Linked DNA regions of Mus musculus: all the other regions are linked to region 3. A link is a contact called in public promoter capture Hi-C data. All regions are on one chromosome and are shown on one strand. The core of a region is the stretch at or near the end of the contact, and the rest is flanking DNA. Distances in the headings are between cores, read along the strand shown.

Region 1 (3,172 bases), core at 231-2,730, 2.1 Mb before region 3:
ATAAAGGAAATAGAAGCGTTTGTTTACAATTCTTCTCGCTCTCTCTCTGTCTTTTGAGACAGAGTGTAGCCCTTGGCTGTCCTGGAACTCACTCTGTGGACCAGGCTGGCCTCGAACTCAGAAATCTCTGCCTGCCTCTACCTCCCTAGTGCTGGGATTAAAGGAGTGTGCCACCATCGCTGGCTTGTTTTTCCTGTATTTGCCTGTAAAGGTCAGAAAGGGATGTTACATCACCTAGGGTTACAGACAGATTTGTGAGCTGGGAACAGAACTCCGGTCCTAGGCAGAGCAGTATAAGCAAGCATTGTTTGTTTGTTTGGTTTGGTTTTTTGAGACAGGGTTTCTCTTTATAGCCCTGGGTGTCCTAGAACTCACTTTGTAGACCAGGCTGGCCTCGAACTCAGAAATCCACCTGTCTCTGCCTCCCGAGTGTTGGGATTAAAGGCGTGCACCAGCACGCCCGGCCCTATTTCAGCTTGTAATGTCAGTCTTTTGAGCTTAATTAGATATTTAGAGGGTGAGCCATGGTATTAAATTAAGGCTTCATTTACACACTAAGGAGATTGCTATCCATTAATTATATTTTAATTTTACGTGCTTTTAATCACATGTTGGTGCCATCACGCCTAGCATTAAACTATTCTTTTTCTTACAGCTGCCTACTAGTTTACTTGAGGTGGTTAGAGTGGAGAATAACGGAAACGGATGGGCTTCACCCATGCATTCTTCTCTGTCCTTCCGACACCCTGACGTGAAGGGAGCTTCACGGCGGTATCTTCCAAGGGATTTATCCCAGATTCTACTTTATCTCCCAATGTGGTTTGTCTTGTTAAAGATTTTGACACTCTTCCAGTTGCTTCTGATACTGGTCTGATGCTCTTGGAGTTGCTGGTTTTTTTCTACCTTTTTCATGAATGGTTTTTTTTTTTTTTTTTACAAAGTGGATTGTACCACTTTGATTTGTCCCCTCATTTCCACATGGTTTCTCCCACAAGCCCTCTCAATTTTTTTTTTTTCTCCTCTGAATCCCCTGCACCGCATGGTTTCTTCCACAGAGAGCAGGTTATTCAGAGTGGCAACTAGGTTTCTCAGTGTTACAGAACTCATGACCCCGTGTCCAGAAGAACCTCCTCTTATCGGATGATGCTCGGACGTGGGCCACAGTGCTTGGGTCTACGTTCTTTATCTCATTCCGTGTAATCTGGCTGGATAGCTATTCCTCTGCTGTACGGAATGCGTAAATTTGAAAGATGGCGGCCTACGCGGCATCTCTGGGCACGACTATGTTAATCGATCCTCCTAAGGAATTGTGTACAAAGGATCTTGAAGCTATGTAAGCACGCTGTGGGTTATTGGAGTCCTCTGGCATCGGAGGTAATGCTGAGCATGCGCAGTACTAATAGCCCAGGGCCTTTTTTTTTTTAAGACCGGAAGTGACCTTGGTGCTTGAAGGTGGTTCCCTCCCCCTCCCCCTCCCCCGTGCTGCTTCCATTGAGTCTTAAGGGCAAGAAGTCATCCGAGATGATTCCGGTTGGTTTCAACTAGAATTCTGTGGAGTCAGTAGTGTGTGCCTATGTTGGGAGTTAGTGACCGGGTGCTGTCTGCTGTGTTGATGGTTGTCAGTGGCAAGGATTTCTCCGATCAATAACGGAACTCTGAGTTTTGGAGGAGGGAGGTCGGCCGGGTGATGTGTGATTGTGATGACAAGTGAGTGATGTTAGGGAATGTGATGAGTGGCTGAGGGTCTCGTGGGGTTTTTGATAAGTTTGCTTTCTAACCCCAAAGTTTAGCTTATTAATTTTTAGCCTTGGTTAATGTAATACTTTACATTCTTATGTATTTATATGTAGATTTTTTATTGTCTTTTAAATATAAATGGCTTTCTTTTTTAATTCGTTTTCTGTGATCCAGGAGTCATTTGGAAATGCATTTTCTGTTTCAGATAATATCTCTGGGTAGTGGTCTAGCTGAAAAATGTTTTATGGTCGATACCATAATCACTTTTCATAAATGCCACATTGCATAAAAATAATCGTTCCTCAATTGTGTTGTGTGTGTATGCTTATGTATATACATATATCGCAATATGTTGTGATATATATTAATATATTTAATCCCAGCACTTGGGAGGCAGAGGCAGGCAGATTTCTGAGTTCGAGGCCAACCTGGTCTACAGAGTGAGTTCCAGGCAGCCAGGGCTACATAGAGAAACCCTGCCTCGAAAAGCAAAAAAAAAAACAAACAAACAAACAAACAAAAAAACCACACACACACACACACACACACATATATGTATGTATGGATATATATATATATATATATATATATATATATATACACACACACATATACATACACAAATACACATATATATTGTGTGACCATCATATGACCTTACAGTTTTGCCTTTGTTTTGTTTTGTTTTTTGGAGCCCTGGCTGTCCTGGAACTCACTCTGTAGACCAGGTTGGTCTCAAACTCACAGAGATCCACCCTCCTATACCTCCAGATTTCTGGGATTAAAGGCCTGTATCACCACACCAGCAGACATTACAGATTTGGTTTTTAAATTTATTTATTTTATGTATATGAGTACACTGTAGCTGTCTTCAGACACACCAGAAGAGGGTATCAGATCCCATTACAGATGGCTGTGAGCCACCATGTGGTTGCTGGGAATTGAACTCAGAACCTCTGGAAGAACAGTCAGTGCTCTTAACTGCTGAGCCATATCTCCAGCCCCCTTAGAGATTTTTTTTTTTTTTTTTTTTGTCTGCTTAGTTGTGGAGGGATATTGCTCACAATGGAAATGTAATTTGTCCATCTCTCTTTGGTCCATTTCTGGTTTATATGTTTGAAGTTATATTGTTATCAACACTTATGTGTATTTTTACAAAATATATTTATTTTTTGAAGAGTCTATATGTATACAATGTATTTTGGTCTCACCAACCCTTACTACATCCCTCCAGTTATTTTTAATAATAGGTATGACTAAGTAGTTCAAGGAATATTGTAGCAATTAGAGTGTCCACCATAAGTTTGTAAAAGAGTTTAGTTTCACAAATATCTTTCCATTTTGCAAGTTTTCTTTCTTTTGTCCGGTTCTTACCCCTTGGCTTTTTAAAAGCATTGCTATGTTTCTTATATGGTAGTAGGCGCTTTACCCTCTA
Region 2 (3,049 bases), core at 534-3,033, 2.1 Mb before region 3:
GTCACCACACACAGCTTAAGAATTTCGGGCAGTGGTGGGGCACGCCTTTAATCCCAGCACACGGGAGGCAGAGGAAGGTGGATTCCTGAGTTTGAGCCCAGCCTGTTCTACAAAGTGAGTTCCAGGATAGCCAAGCCTACACAGAGAAACCCTGTCTTGAAAAAAACAAAAAAAAAATTTTTTTTAAAGTATTGCAACATAATGTAATATATTACTCAAGGATGACAGAAAGAGATGGCTAGCTAGTTTGGTGTACAAGCATGTAAATGTCTTGTTTAAGTTTGAGGTTTTGCTAAGTACACACAGACAAGAACAGAAACCAAGCCAGTGAGGGGGGTACCGAAACAAGGTAAATATAAACAATAAAAACGTGTTTTCAGTAGTATGATAATACAGCAGAATTAAACTCACCTATTAACAGTCAGGCCAGACAAATGAGTTTAAAAAACACTCAGCTGATATGTTGCTCATGAGAAACCTGAAACATAAAGACAAAGGGTTTGGAATATAAAATTTGTGACAAATGTAATTTGAGAGAGAGAGAGCTAGTGAGCAAGCTAGAGAGCAGAGCTAGAGAGTGCACACAAGAGAGTGCAAACAAGAGCACACTATCATCAAAGAGCACTTGCACTAAACGGTAACACCCAGTATAAAAGTATTTCTAGAGATTTCTTAATGTGGCAAATAGTTATTTTAATAGACTACAAGCTTACCCACACAACTTTTCTTTGGCTAAATATGGACACATTTGAAGCAGAGGTTTTTTAGAGTCTTTGCATGATCTCCCCTGTGCTCCCATAATCCACCGTGAAAAGAAAATATGTTTGGAATCAGTTCTTTTTAACTTGAGCACCAGAAAACAACAAACAGAGAGCAGATCTGAATTTCAACCAAATACAGCCTGGATCAGCTAAATGCAATGAATCTGCTAACAACGTGAACTGAAGGAATCCCAGTTGGTTTGCTATTGAGCTTAGGAATTTTTTTCAGCCATTATTAAACTAACTTCAGGGCTGGGAATGTAGCTCATTGGTACAGTTTTTGCCTGGTGTGATTGAAGCGTTAGATTTAAATTCAACACTACAAAGGTAAAAGAAAGAAAGAAGAGAAAAGAAAAGAAAAGAAAAGAAAAGAAAAGAAAAAGAAAAAAAGAAAAAGGAAAAGGAAAGGAGAGAAAAGAAAAGATTTTTTTAAAAATTAAATAAGCCAAGCAAGCCATTAGGTAATAATAGAAAGAAAAACTGAAAAAAGTTAGAGAAGAAAGTGTTGAAAGGGCGGCAATGAGGAGGGGGAAATCATTAGAAAGTACAGATTTTTTTTCCCCGTAGTTACGAGTTACGCCAAATGCTACACACCTAAGAACTCCGCGGTACAATTGCACACGCCACGCCATCCCCACACTCACCACACCCTTACTCAACCCCTTACCACCAAACATGGCCACGACAGGACACTCGCTCTCGCACAACCACACCCCCTCCAAATCTCCAGAGTAGCACAAACTCTTACCAGGTTTTTGGTTGCAGCTCCGAACAGGCTTGAGTCCCGCCTTCTGGCCCGGAGCTCTCCGCAAAGCTGTGACCCGGGATACTCCGAGCCCCCCGAGAGCCCGCGCCCAGCCCGAAGCCCACGGCCGGCGCAAACCGGACCACCCGTGCCTCTCCCGTGGAGAGGTCCCCGCAGCGCCACCAGCCAAAACCTCCCGAGACGCAACCTCAGAGACGCGGCATGCGGGCCACGCACGGCCAGCCCCTCCACTCGGGCGGCAGCGCGCGCCCGTTATGTCCCAGAGCACAGGTGCTCCCAGAAGGACCCGCGGCCCGACCCAACTTCCGGTCAGAGCTCGGCTGGCGTTTCCTGTGCTAGGGACAGGAGTCATGGCCGAAGGCGCCGAGGTGGCTGAGCCCATTAGCGCGGCGAGACGGTGACGCCGCCGGCGAAGCAGCGCTGGACGTGAGCAGCTGCGGGGACGGTCTTTTCCGGAACAACCAGAGGAGGCGCTGGGGGCGCTAGGTGGCTGTCCCTTTGTGGACTACATTTCCCAGAAAGGCTAGTGGCCTGTCCAGCCTCTCGGCAGGAGCCTTGCGACTGGGCGGACGCAGTGCCCTGGAATAGTTTTTGTGGTTGTTTGTAATACATTCTGATAGCTTTTCTATGAGGACATGAAATGTCTGGTCGTTGTGGAGTTGTGGCTTAAGTGTAAGACTGTGCCTACCTCTATGTGGCATCTTGCATGTAACCATGGGGCTCCTGTCACCCGAGTGGTTGTGACTTCAGAACTCTGCTCCTGGGAACAATCTCTGAGGTGAGGTTTAGATTCGCAAATTGGTCAGGGTGCCAGTTCTCTCCTAATCTCCATTCTCTACGCAGGATGGATAATGGGGACAAGGCTGGTAATGATCTCTGGCCTGGCCAAGAAAGACCTGGAGGGTCACAATTTTTTTATGTCTACTCCCAGTTTTACCCATTGCCAGGTCAGTTACCCAAAAGAGGCAAAGAATGCACTACAAACCACAAAGAGCCGGGCTTTCCTTTGTGCCGAGCCCAGAGTGATCCCAGGTATTGGACGGCCGCCCCCATCTTACTGCATGCCCGCAAGCCTTACTTTCTTTCAAGCTGCAGTAAAACCACCAGGCCTGGGCGAGCTCCCTAAAGGCTGAGATAAGACCTCTGTCTTAGAATAGCCTTGAGCCTGAATGAACATCCTCCTACCTGCCACACCCTGGGCTCCAGAACTAACCCTCAATTTACAAATTCCTTCTTTATTGTTCCCTGAACCTCTGCTCCTGCCTTTATGCTTCAAAAGGAGAAAGGAGACTGCTCTCTCCCTTTGTCAAAGGTCGAAGCTGACTTGTGACCCTAACCAGTTAGAAGTGTTTTCCCGGGGGGGGGGGGGGGGGGGAGGGAACGGGACGGGGGGAGGGTATAAAGTTTACTTGTGGTTTATTTCCGACTTTCTTGGTCCTTTCCTCATTATTTGCACACCCCATGACCCCAACATCTGAATGCCTCTGGAAGTACTTGCTTAATGACGACTTGTCATTTGAAA
Region 3 (3,505 bases), core at 944-3,443:
CTCCAAGTCAAACAGCAGGATGAGTCAAAGCCAGCAGCCTGAGCTCTGCCCGAGACAACTCAACAGCATGCTTCCTCTCTGGTCTGTTTCCTGGAGCTTTCCAGATAGCACCTACTCTCTCACTCTCTCTCTCTCTTCTGCTTGAGACAGCTCTCCAAGAAGTTCTCTCTTGCTGTTCTAGAAAATTTCTCTGGATAACTCATCTCTTGCAGATCAAAACCTTGTCTTTTATTTTACACATCAATCCAGTCATTTACTCCAGGTTCCCTTTGGACTAGCCAATGAATCAGCATCAAGTGGAACCCACCCCCCCAACCCTGCCCCTTAATTCTTAGGAGACTGCAAACACAAACAACCTTCTTTTTAGAGTTGCAAAAGAATTCAGAGATCTGCCTGCCGCAGTTACACAAAAGATAAACTAACAGGGTGGGACCCTGTACGGAAATTACCATTTATACCACTCGTGGGCCTAAATTAAAGAGTCCCCGGCTGACCTTGAGCTCAGGAATCCATCTGCCCTTTAATGCACAAACAAAAACCATAGCGGGGTGGGATCTCCTACAATTGCCACTCCCTAATCCCCGTTACCTCCTCCCTTAGTGGTTTCCTGACAAGTTGGCTCCTACTGTAGCTGCCTTGGCTCTTCCTGAAGCCCCCTCATATAATTCATACCGCATCCTCATTATTTGAGAAATTATTTGTTTTTGAATCCATGTTTTTAGAGTTCTTTCCCACAGCCTTAAGTGCTGTTCTGAAGGTCCCATTTTGTGGAGACATTAGCCACACCTTGACTCATGCTGTCTTTGATTATCACGGAGACATTATCATTAAGAGGGGGGGACTTTCCTTAAAAGAGGGAATGTACATGATTATACAAACCAGCCTTAGGTCCGGAGCAGCCATCCACGCTTGTGGCCCACATCCCCTGGCCCTGTCCCAGCGGCAATAACCAGGTAAGGAACCCAAAATGACCTCACAGAGCAACAACTAAAGCACACCAGGCCCTTAGGATATGGCGGCACTGCGCTAACAGACTTCACCACAGGCATCCTAAGGTTCCTGACAGGCCTGGAGAGCCTGAGGGGACAGAACCAAGACTCCAACGGGATACCACAGATCCACATCCCTATATTTAAACATGGCATTGCTCATCTGCATCTGGCCAACATTACCCATTTTACACACACACACACACACACACACACACACACACACACAAAATACCTAGTCCTCAAGGATGCCAAATTCAGTGCTATTACTTTCCCACTCCCCAAATCCTCCCTGGTGACCAGACCATCTATCGCCTACATTCTTCCCTTGCTTCGAATGAAGGCCTGTAAAGATCAAAGGCCATCTGAGGTGTGACACCATCAAGATACAAATTGATTTAGTTGAGAGCCCTAACGCTACCCTCTAGAAATTCCTAGTTACAACATCTCAGGAAAAGGTAGAGATTGTGGGAGAAGACGCCACGGATCATTGAAACTAAGTGGAAAGGGCAGGGACAATGTAAGGGACACAATGGTGGAGGTATCAATTCGCCTGTTCCTCCTTCCCTCACTTCCATTCCATATTCTAAAACTAAAACCTCATTTTTCAAACAGAAACAGAAAACTCATTCTTGAATCCACATCCCTCTCCAGCCCTCCTTTGGAATGGCCACCTAGGGAAGCCTGAGTAAGCATGAGATCGCAGACCATATCTGAGAGCATGCTCAATGGCTGCAGCTCTGAGAAAGTCAGGGGACTCAACAAGTACCCTCCCTCCAAGACGACACCCCCGTCCTTAAATTATAGCCCTAAGCTCAAGTCTGAGCCTCGGGGAAAGCTTCCCTTCAGACCCCGCACCTGACCTCCCCTTACTGAAGCTTGGTCCTCTGCTTTAGTCCCTGTGTCCCTGAGAGAAAGCAGGAGCAGACAGCGACAAGCACAGAGACACAGATTATGCAGAGAGCTCAAGGTGTGTATACAGTTAGACTCAAAGACACACACACACACACACACACACACCATACAGCCACCCCACCGCCTGTACACACCCCTCCCAGCCCGCTGGCTCCGGTCTTACTCTGGGGAGACATAAACCAAAAGCCTATGCGCTACTTCCGGCGCGGTGGTCCCGGAAAACACAGTTGTCACAAGCAAAGCCCTGGAGAAGCCTGGAGCGTCCCGGAGATCCCGGCGTGCAACTCGGGCCAGCCCATCAGAAAACCGAGTCCAGTGGCTTGTGGGAGTGCCCACGTGGGTGCGCGCTTAAAGGGGAGGCGCCCTCCTTTGAGCAAAAGGTACTTCCGGTTCTCCGCGTAACTGATTTTCTTTCTCCTGTAGAGAAGACGGAGGAGTCTGAATTCCCTGCTTTAGATAGAAAATGTGACTGAGGACCGTATCGCTATGTACCAACAGAACTGTGTCCGTTAGGCAGGCTAGACGAGCCTCTTAATAAAACTAATCGCATTAAAAGTACTGTAAATCGTCTAAACGCCAAAATTTGCCACATTTAGATTTGAAAAGTCAGACCCAGCTATGTGTTAACTACAGAAAATATATTAAAGATAAATACTCTAGCAGATTCAAAGTAACCATCTTCGCATGATCAAAAGAAAACTCAGGTCGATTATAAAATGGAGGTAGATTAATAAAGAGGCCAAGTCATCAAGTGACAGTAAACATGGGCGTGGTAGCAATGGCTTTTATCCCAGCGATGGGGAGGCACAGCCAGCTGCATGTCTGTGAGAAGAGACCACCGAGGACTACCCAGTGAAACCCTGTCTAAGAACTAAAATACACTCAGATTATGGTGGCACATGCCTTTAGTCACCGCCCTAAGGAGGCAGAGGAGGTGTCTGAAAAAAATTAATTAAAAATAAACTCAGAATACACTCCTACTGTCTTGAAAGGACTAAATAAACTAAAATTCAGAGGATACCCCAAATGTCTCAAACAAATAAGTACATAAATACATAAACAAAATTAACTCAGAGTATACTCAAATAGCACACCTTTAAACATGAAGAGGGGGGAAGTCCCGCTAGAACAATAGGGAATGATAGCAAAATCAATCAACACATTCAAATGTTGTCAATTTAAAAAACTGATAGAACAACACCCTCCAAGAGCAACAGAGCATAGCTGATTTGGACAGCATCTCAACTCTGAGTGAAGTCAATAAAAATGGAGACACTTAAGCTCTAATGACACGAGGGGATCTGGAAAGGGAACTGTTCCTGTACGCTCACCTGTGGGAGAAACGCTCATTACCTGAAGATGTTGCTGTGGAAAGCTTTCTCTTTTATCCTTTTTTCTTGGCGGGGCATCTATTACTTCATATATTTTGTATTGCACTTTTAAATATTAAAGACTCCATCTATTTTGAGTTATCCCACGAGCAGATTACTGAGGTAGGCAAGGAGTCTCCAGACAGACCCAAGTGACTGCTTCTGCAAAGCTTGGGTTTTGTTTCACCGGCTTTTGGATCATTTATAAAGATGCTTAGCCTTCTGTCATCC
Region 4 (3,307 bases), core at 28-2,527, 2.2 Mb after region 3:
GCCTCACTGGTCCCATCCTGTTCCCTTGCCTCAAGGCCTTGGCAGCGGCTGTTCCTTTTGCCCTGAAACGTCTGCTACTGGGTGCCCATTTCCGGCTGTTTTCCTCCTGCCCCCCAATTCAAGTGCCACTTGCACAGAAAGGCTTTCTCTGATCTCAGACCTCCACATCCCAAATCAGCCCCCAGCACATCACTTTCTTTTTTTCCCTAGAACTTACAATAATCTTGTATATATTTTGTGCTCTTTTCTTTGAGACAGGGCCCCAAACTTGTAATAGAAGGCTTCCTAGGTGCTGGAATTACAGATATGCATAAGCACACCTAGTTTGTCTACTGGCCTGAGGACAGGAAGTGTGTGTGTGTGTGTGTGTGTGTGTGTGTGTGTGTGCGCGCGTGTTTTCTATGTCACAGCCCCATATGCTTAGGGGCTATGTTTTCCGATGGTGAGATAACATGAAAGACAAGGATAAAGAGAAGCAAACAGTATGAGTTCATTGGAGAATCGAGGAAGGAACATGGAGACTTAGGCTAGGGGAGGGAGCTGGGTATTGTTTGGGAGATGAACAAGGTGTGAGGAGGATACCTGTGTGGATGCCCCACTTGCAAAAGAGGCTGCTTTCCGAGAAACCGGTGGCCCCTATGATCTGCCCGATCACGTGCACTTCAGCCATGGCTCTAGGAAAGGAAAAATTCAATCACAACCCTGTGAGGTAACTGTATTATTTCCATCTGACAGCTGGGAAAACTGAAGCCTATCACATAAAGAACAGCACTGTGATTCTAAGCTAGTTCCACCAACCCACTGACAATGTGGCCTTCATCACAGATACAAGCCACGTCCCCAGAAAAGCCCAAGAAAAATGGGGAAGTCTCCCAGAGGTGTGGGAACCTGCACCAATAAATAAACCAAGGCTCAGACGCTTAGAAAGCCCCGCCCCAGGGTTGTGGCCCCGCCCACATGTGCAAGGCCCCGCCCCTTCGCGGCAGATCAGCCAAGCTTCAAAAGGCGCATGCGTCTCGTCTCGGGTGTAGGGCCGCTTTACCCTTGCCCGTAGGCGTAGCGCATGCGTCATTCCTACCTCCGCGTACTTGACCGTTAGAAGTGAAAGCTGCCTCGGGGATGGTAGTTCACGGGCTTCTTTGCGGGCGCCGTCGAGACTAGTCTCGCTCCCCTCCCGGGCCCTTCCAGGCGGAGGGAGATCTGAGGTAGATAGATCCGCAGCCTCGCTCTCCTGGGGTGCCCCGACTGTTGCTGGGGCAACAGCAGGTTCCTCCCCTGAGCCCGCCCTGCGTGCTGATGATTGGTGCTATAGCTGCCCTCTGGGGGGCGGGGCGTAGTCGTGATGGACGCGGTCATTCGGGACTTTTTTGCGAGAATTGCATAGGTCTTGCTCCTGCGACGCCTTACGCCCCAGAGTGGGAGGCCTGGCGGGTTATCTCTATCAGCAGTTGAGGAAGTTAGAACGCCAACTGTTTCCTCTCCATATCTTCTTCACGCAATAAGCAAATCTATTGATGCTCTTTGCTTCCTCAAAACAAAACACCTTTCCTGTTCAGGATCACAGCCAGAATGGAGCCAGCCGACACTAAACGGGCACCTAAAGGGACTCCCATAGTAGTCATCTCTATGTTGTAGCTGGAGGGGAAAAAAGGACCTCCATATTCTGACACTAGAGAAATTGGGAAGTGGGTTTCTCTTCAGTTTTCAGAGCTTCCTCAGATTTCTCAAGGACTGAGAAGTCCAAGTTCTTTCTCAGAGTCACTGCAAAGTTCATTCTAGCAGCTGGTTTTGAACAAACAGGTTGGAGTAAAGATAAATGAGGAAGACGGGGCTGGAGAGATGGTGCAACAAGAGCGCTTGCCTCACTTCCAGAGAACTGGAGTTCGGTTCCCAGCATTCTGTAACTCCAGCTCCAACTCTGCCCTCTTCTGGCGTCCCAGAGGACACTTCCCACCCTCAACCCCTGCCCCGCGCACAGGTGGCATACACAAATAATAAAAATAAATCCTACAAAAGGAAGGAAGAAGCCCCTTTGGCAGGAAGTCAGGGAAGAAAGCCTCTCTCCTTTATATATATATATTTTTTTCCCAAGTCGGAAACAAATTTTAAAAATTTTATGATGAGTATTGTGGCTCATGAGAGACTGAGGCAGGAGGAATGCTGCAAATTTAAAGCCAGCCTGGGCTATTAAGTGAGTTCCAGGCCAATCCCCCTTAAACAAACAAACTAAAACTAAAACAAGAACTTAAGTCGTGTGTGTGTGTGTGTGTGTGTGTGTGGTGTGTTCAGGTGTATGGGTGGTTGTTTGTATGGTGCATATGTAGAGGCCAGAAGATAGCTCGTCTGTGTGGTGTGTGTGTGTGTGTGTGTGTGTGTGTGTGTGTGTGTGTGGTGTGTTCAGGTGTATGGGTGGTTGTTTGTATGGTGCATATGTAGAGGCCAGAAGCTAGCTCACCAACCTCCAAGGTTGTCCCTAGAAGCTATCCACTTTTTTTTCCTTCCAATTTTCAGGATATGTGTTACCAACACTAACACCACTGTTTTTGTGTGCTTGCTTTTTAAACATCTGTTGTTTGCACTGGTGTTTTTCACGTATATCTGAGCACCAGGTGCATGCAGTGCCTGCCAAGGCTACAGGAGAGTATCTGGCGTTCTGGAGAGTGCATTGCAGGCAGTAGTGACCACCCAGGACACACGGTAAGAATGGAACTTGAGACCTATGCGAGAGCACACTATGCTCTTGCCAACTGAGCCATTTCTCCAGGCCATACAGTATTTGTTGTATTGACTTATTTAATTCAGTAATTCTGTCATGCAGGCTCATCCACATTGTAAGTGTGTGTCCGAATTTCCCTCCTTTGGAGTGTCACAGTGCATTCAGTGTAACTAGAGCCCACACTTTATTCAGGTATTCACTGGAAATGGGAGTCTAGAACCACGTGGTTGCCATGGTGTTCTCCATGGCAGCTGGAATAGGGCTTCACACCTTGCTTTCTTCTGCCACTGACTCATTTTAGGAACAGAAGGATCTGAACCACCTTCTTCAAGAACATCACTTTGTAAGTATTAGGTACAGAAAAGTGCACACACAGTAAGCGAACGTCTCGGTGGATTTCATAAACCGAATATACCTGATGCCCAAAGAAAACAAGGCACAGGTTATGGATAGGCTGTGTACCTGCTCACTCCTCATGGAAACATTCCAGGGAGGACAAAGAACCCCTAGGAATCAGGAAGTACGCTGGAGAGGGAGCTTGGTTGTTAAGATGTTTGCTTCTCTTCCAGAGGACCTGAGGTCACTTTGCAG
Region 5 (3,023 bases), core at 179-2,678, 2.1 Mb after region 3:
GTCTGGACTGGAACCTCGGGCCCACGTGAGTGTCTGTCCCGCTGCTGAGTGGGTGCTGTGTGTCTAGGTTGCTGTGGTGTGAGCTTGTAGCGTGAACTGTCTTAGCTGAGCTTTGTCGCACGATGCTGCATGCTTGTGCCACACCTACACTGCCGTTTGAAGTCTTATCCTGAATTGATGCTTTTGGCCTGTCACGCCTATTCATTTATTGTGGGATGTTTGCGTGTGTCTAATAGAGAGTGTTTGTGGCTTTTGTTGGGAGTTAAGGCTATAGATGTCGGTGCACATTTGCGTTGTGCGTCTCGGTGTTATTTCACTAAGTTTTTGTCTTCTGAGCAAAGGGCGACAGGTGTATGGATTAACACAACCTGTCGTAATTACGGATTCTCGTGTGCGAATTGGTCAGAGTAGACACAGCAAGATTGAGGTTGAGCAACAACGGTTTAATGGATTCGAGATGGAAAGCCGCGAACTTCTGCAGCTATGCCCAGAGCGGGAAGGCTCTATGGTTGCGTGCAGAGTGGCTTGTCTAGCAACCATAGAGAAAGCGCCCTGGGAGGTTGTGCATCAAAGGGAGGGGTGCGATTTACCACACAACTTTTCTCCCGTTGTTAGCCTAGCCCCTGCTTTCAACCCTTCAGCGCTCTCCAGGACCAATTTTGTTGTTGTTGTTTCTCATAAAGGCAACTGGGTTTCTAACAAACGATGAGTAACAGATCCACTTGATTTTCATTCCGTATTATACCCTGCTGTACGGAGAACTTTGAGAGGCAAGCCTCTCAAGAATGGCCAATCTAGTTCGCTTTTTCTAAAGCGCTCAAGCTCTGGCAGTGGTGAAATATAACAGTAACTGCGATTGGCGAACAGGTTGTTTTGAAACCGCCCTAACGGCAAGGGGCGGGGCCTCGGTGAATTAATCTCCTTCCGGTTCCCGAAAGGCAACAGGAAAGACGAGGGTTGGCCGGCCTCTTCCCGCCGCATTTGATTGGTTGTGGTGGTTTTACCCGCTTGGCCTCCGCGAGGGGGCGTGAGATGAAGACCAGTTAGAATGTGTTTTACAGAGAGTCTGAGGGAAGCACGGCGCGGAGAGACTGGGCGGTTGTTCTGAGATCTGGCTGCTAATGGCTCCAAGTCGTTACTCCCTTTCCTTCATTTGACTGTACCGCAGCGGGCGCGCGAGCGCTACCCAATCAGCGCTTGCTCCGCCTCTCGCCTTTTCCCGCCCTCCACTCTGGCCGCGACTTCAACGTAGGCTAACGCTTCCTCTTAGGCAGCTCCTGAGCCCTCTAGTACCGTTCTTTTGAAAGCCACACTGTGATTGGCTTGGTTCCCGGGCCCGCGCCCGTTGCCCCATGCGCTGACCAATTGAGACTCGTTTTACATCGTACGGTCCGGGCAAGGGGGAGGAGGCGGCGGCGGCCATCTTGAGCCGCCGCCGCCATTGGAGTGGCCCCCCCTTTTCCCCCTTCGCCTCCTGACAGGCAAGGTTTAGGGGGGACAGAGCCCTGGGAGGCCGGGCCAGGCTCGGGGGCCGCCCCGGGGGCCCGGGCCATGGATGTGCGTCGCCTGAAGGTGAACGAACTTCGCGAGGAGCTGCAGCGCCGCGGCCTGGACACTCGCGGCCTGAAGGCCGAGCTTGCTGAGCGGCTGCTGGCGGCGCTAGAGGCCGAGGAGCCCGAAGACGAACGGGAGCTCGAGGCTGACGACGATCCGGGGTTACCTGGGCACAACAACGAGGAGGTCGAGACCGAGGGGGGCTCCGAGCTGGAGGGGACCGCGCAGCCACCGCCGCCCGGGCTGCAGCCGCACCCGGAGCCCGGCGGCTACTCGGGGCCGGACGGACATTGTGAGAGTGCGCGGGGCGGGGGACCGGGGAGCCTGGAGTCCGGGCCGAGGACGGGCTGTGGGACGCGGGAGCTCGACTCCACAGAGATCCAGGAGATGGTCTGAGGAGCCAGGGATCCTGCCACCTGCCGTTGTAAAGGATCTGCGGCCAGGGCCTCGGGGCAGCCTGAGGGCGGATCCTGGCCTTCGGTGCAAGGAAAACCGTGTGGAGGGGGATGGATTTTATTTTAAGGCGACCAGGGTCCTAGCGGGCGGGCGGGGAGGATTTTATATCCTGGGATTCGGAGACTGGAAACTGCTTTGGGGTTCTGTTTTGTGGCTTTGAGTTGGAAAAAGTCGGAAGAACTAGACGTTTTAGGGAAAGGGGTGTCGGGGGGCGGCGTCTTGGAAAATGAGAGATTCTAGCCGAGCGGTGAGCTGACAGCTTGGGGTAGCCATGCTAGTCCACCGTTTGGGCTGAGTCTCAAAAGCTGGATTTTCAGGTAGCGGAAGAATGGCCTAGGGTGCAGGTCAGGGAGAATTTTAAGGGTAGAAGATCTTTGATTTTCTTCACGGATGGGATAAGATCTGCTTAGTGCTGGGGGTGGACTGGCACTTTGGACCTACGGGTGTCCAAGGCTGGGAAGAGTCTCCCAAAACATGGACTGAACTCTCCAGTGTGTGCCAGGTGGCCTTTTAGGAGGTAATGAAAGACCAGCAGATTTGGAAACCCCTATCCCCAACTCCTACATTTCCTCGAGGTTACAGGGTCAACCTTGAGGGCAGGTACAACTTGTATGTTTGGTACTGGGAGGTCTAGGCTATCTAGTTGGCTTCCAGAGGAGATTTGGGATCTAAATGGTGACAAGAAAGGACAGAATCTTCTCATGGACAAAGAAACTAGAGGGCCTAGAATTGGAAGGACTCAGGTTAGTACTCTGTGGTTTCTGCTGAGTGGCCTTGCATTCTTAACTATGGGTAGTTTTTGAAACAGGAGTTGTGGGGAATGAGTTGGTAACTCTGGTGGGACCCTTGTGTGTGCCAGGGATCATGTGGCTAGTCTAGCAGGTGTGGGGGAGGGAAGTGTGGAGGGTATGAAAAAGAAAGAAAACCTGTTGCTTTGGCTGGGGGCCTCATGATGAAGCAGAGGGAGTATTCCTTTCCAAGAGAGGGCTCCTGAGTCCCCAGAAATAGTTACT

Evidence for each region. Promoter capture Hi-C pulls out the DNA fragments that hold promoters and counts their contacts. Capture Hi-C pulls out chosen DNA fragments and counts their contacts.
Region 1: a promoter capture Hi-C map of liver shows a contact between it and region 3, with 7 times the contacts expected there. The contact joins the promoter of Zfp27 here to the promoter of Zfp59 in region 3. A contact is called at or near these places in 3 of 39 promoter capture datasets (the C10 cell line and liver), 1 of 115 datasets of contacts at active chromatin or transcription factors (astrocytes) and 2 of 9 other capture datasets (adipose tissue and macrophages).
Region 2: a contact with region 3 is called in a promoter capture Hi-C map of adipose tissue, with 3 times the contacts expected there. The contact joins the promoter of Zfp568 here to the promoter of Zfp59 in region 3. A contact is called at or near these places in 2 of 39 promoter capture datasets (hippocampal neurons and liver), 1 of 115 datasets of contacts at active chromatin or transcription factors (astrocytes) and 2 of 9 other capture datasets (adipose tissue and liver).
Region 4: a contact with region 3 is called in a promoter capture Hi-C map of cranial neural crest. The contact joins the promoter of B9d2 here to the promoter of Zfp59 in region 3. A contact is called at or near these places in 4 of 39 promoter capture datasets (cranial neural crest, hippocampal neurons and liver).
Region 5: a contact with region 3 is called in a promoter capture Hi-C map of embryonic stem cells, with 2.2 times the contacts expected there. The contact joins the promoter of Hnrnpul1 here to the promoter of Zfp59 in region 3. A contact is called at or near these places in 2 of 39 promoter capture datasets (embryonic stem cells and liver).

Annotation. Positions count from the first base shown.
Region 1 is chr7:29,904,412-29,907,583 of GRCm38.p6, reverse strand. It overlaps Zfp27 (zinc finger protein 27), which reads left to right and starts at 1,480. Exons shown (of 5, transcript NM_001037707.1): 1 at 1,480-1,530. Mir7668 (microRNA 7668) reads right to left here and starts at 1,075; the gene lies at 1,017-1,075.
Region 2 is chr7:29,982,689-29,985,737 of GRCm38.p6, reverse strand. Zfp568 (zinc finger protein 568) reads right to left here and starts at 1,783. Exons shown (of 10, transcript NM_001167872.1): 1 at 1,510-1,783; 2 at 412-478. It overlaps Gm31735 (a long non-coding RNA gene), which reads left to right and starts at 2,217. Exons shown (of 2, transcript XR_001778074.2): 1 at 2,217-2,305.
Region 3 is chr7:27,837,272-27,840,776 of GRCm38.p6, reverse strand. It overlaps Zfp59 (zinc finger protein 59), which reads right to left and starts at 2,193. Exons shown (of 5, transcript NM_011762.3): 1 at 2,068-2,193.
Region 4 is chr7:25,678,750-25,682,056 of GRCm38.p6, reverse strand. It overlaps B9d2 (B9 protein domain 2), which reads right to left and starts at 1,277. Exons shown (of 4, transcript NM_001362154.1): 1 at 1,079-1,277; 2 at 583-674. The coding sequence starts at 670. It also overlaps a transcript of Tmem91 not described here.
Region 5 is chr7:25,753,164-25,756,186 of GRCm38.p6, reverse strand. Hnrnpul1 (heterogeneous nuclear ribonucleoprotein U-like 1) reads left to right here and starts at 1,428. Exons shown (of 15, transcript NM_144922.3): 1 at 1,428-1,846. The coding sequence starts at 1,552.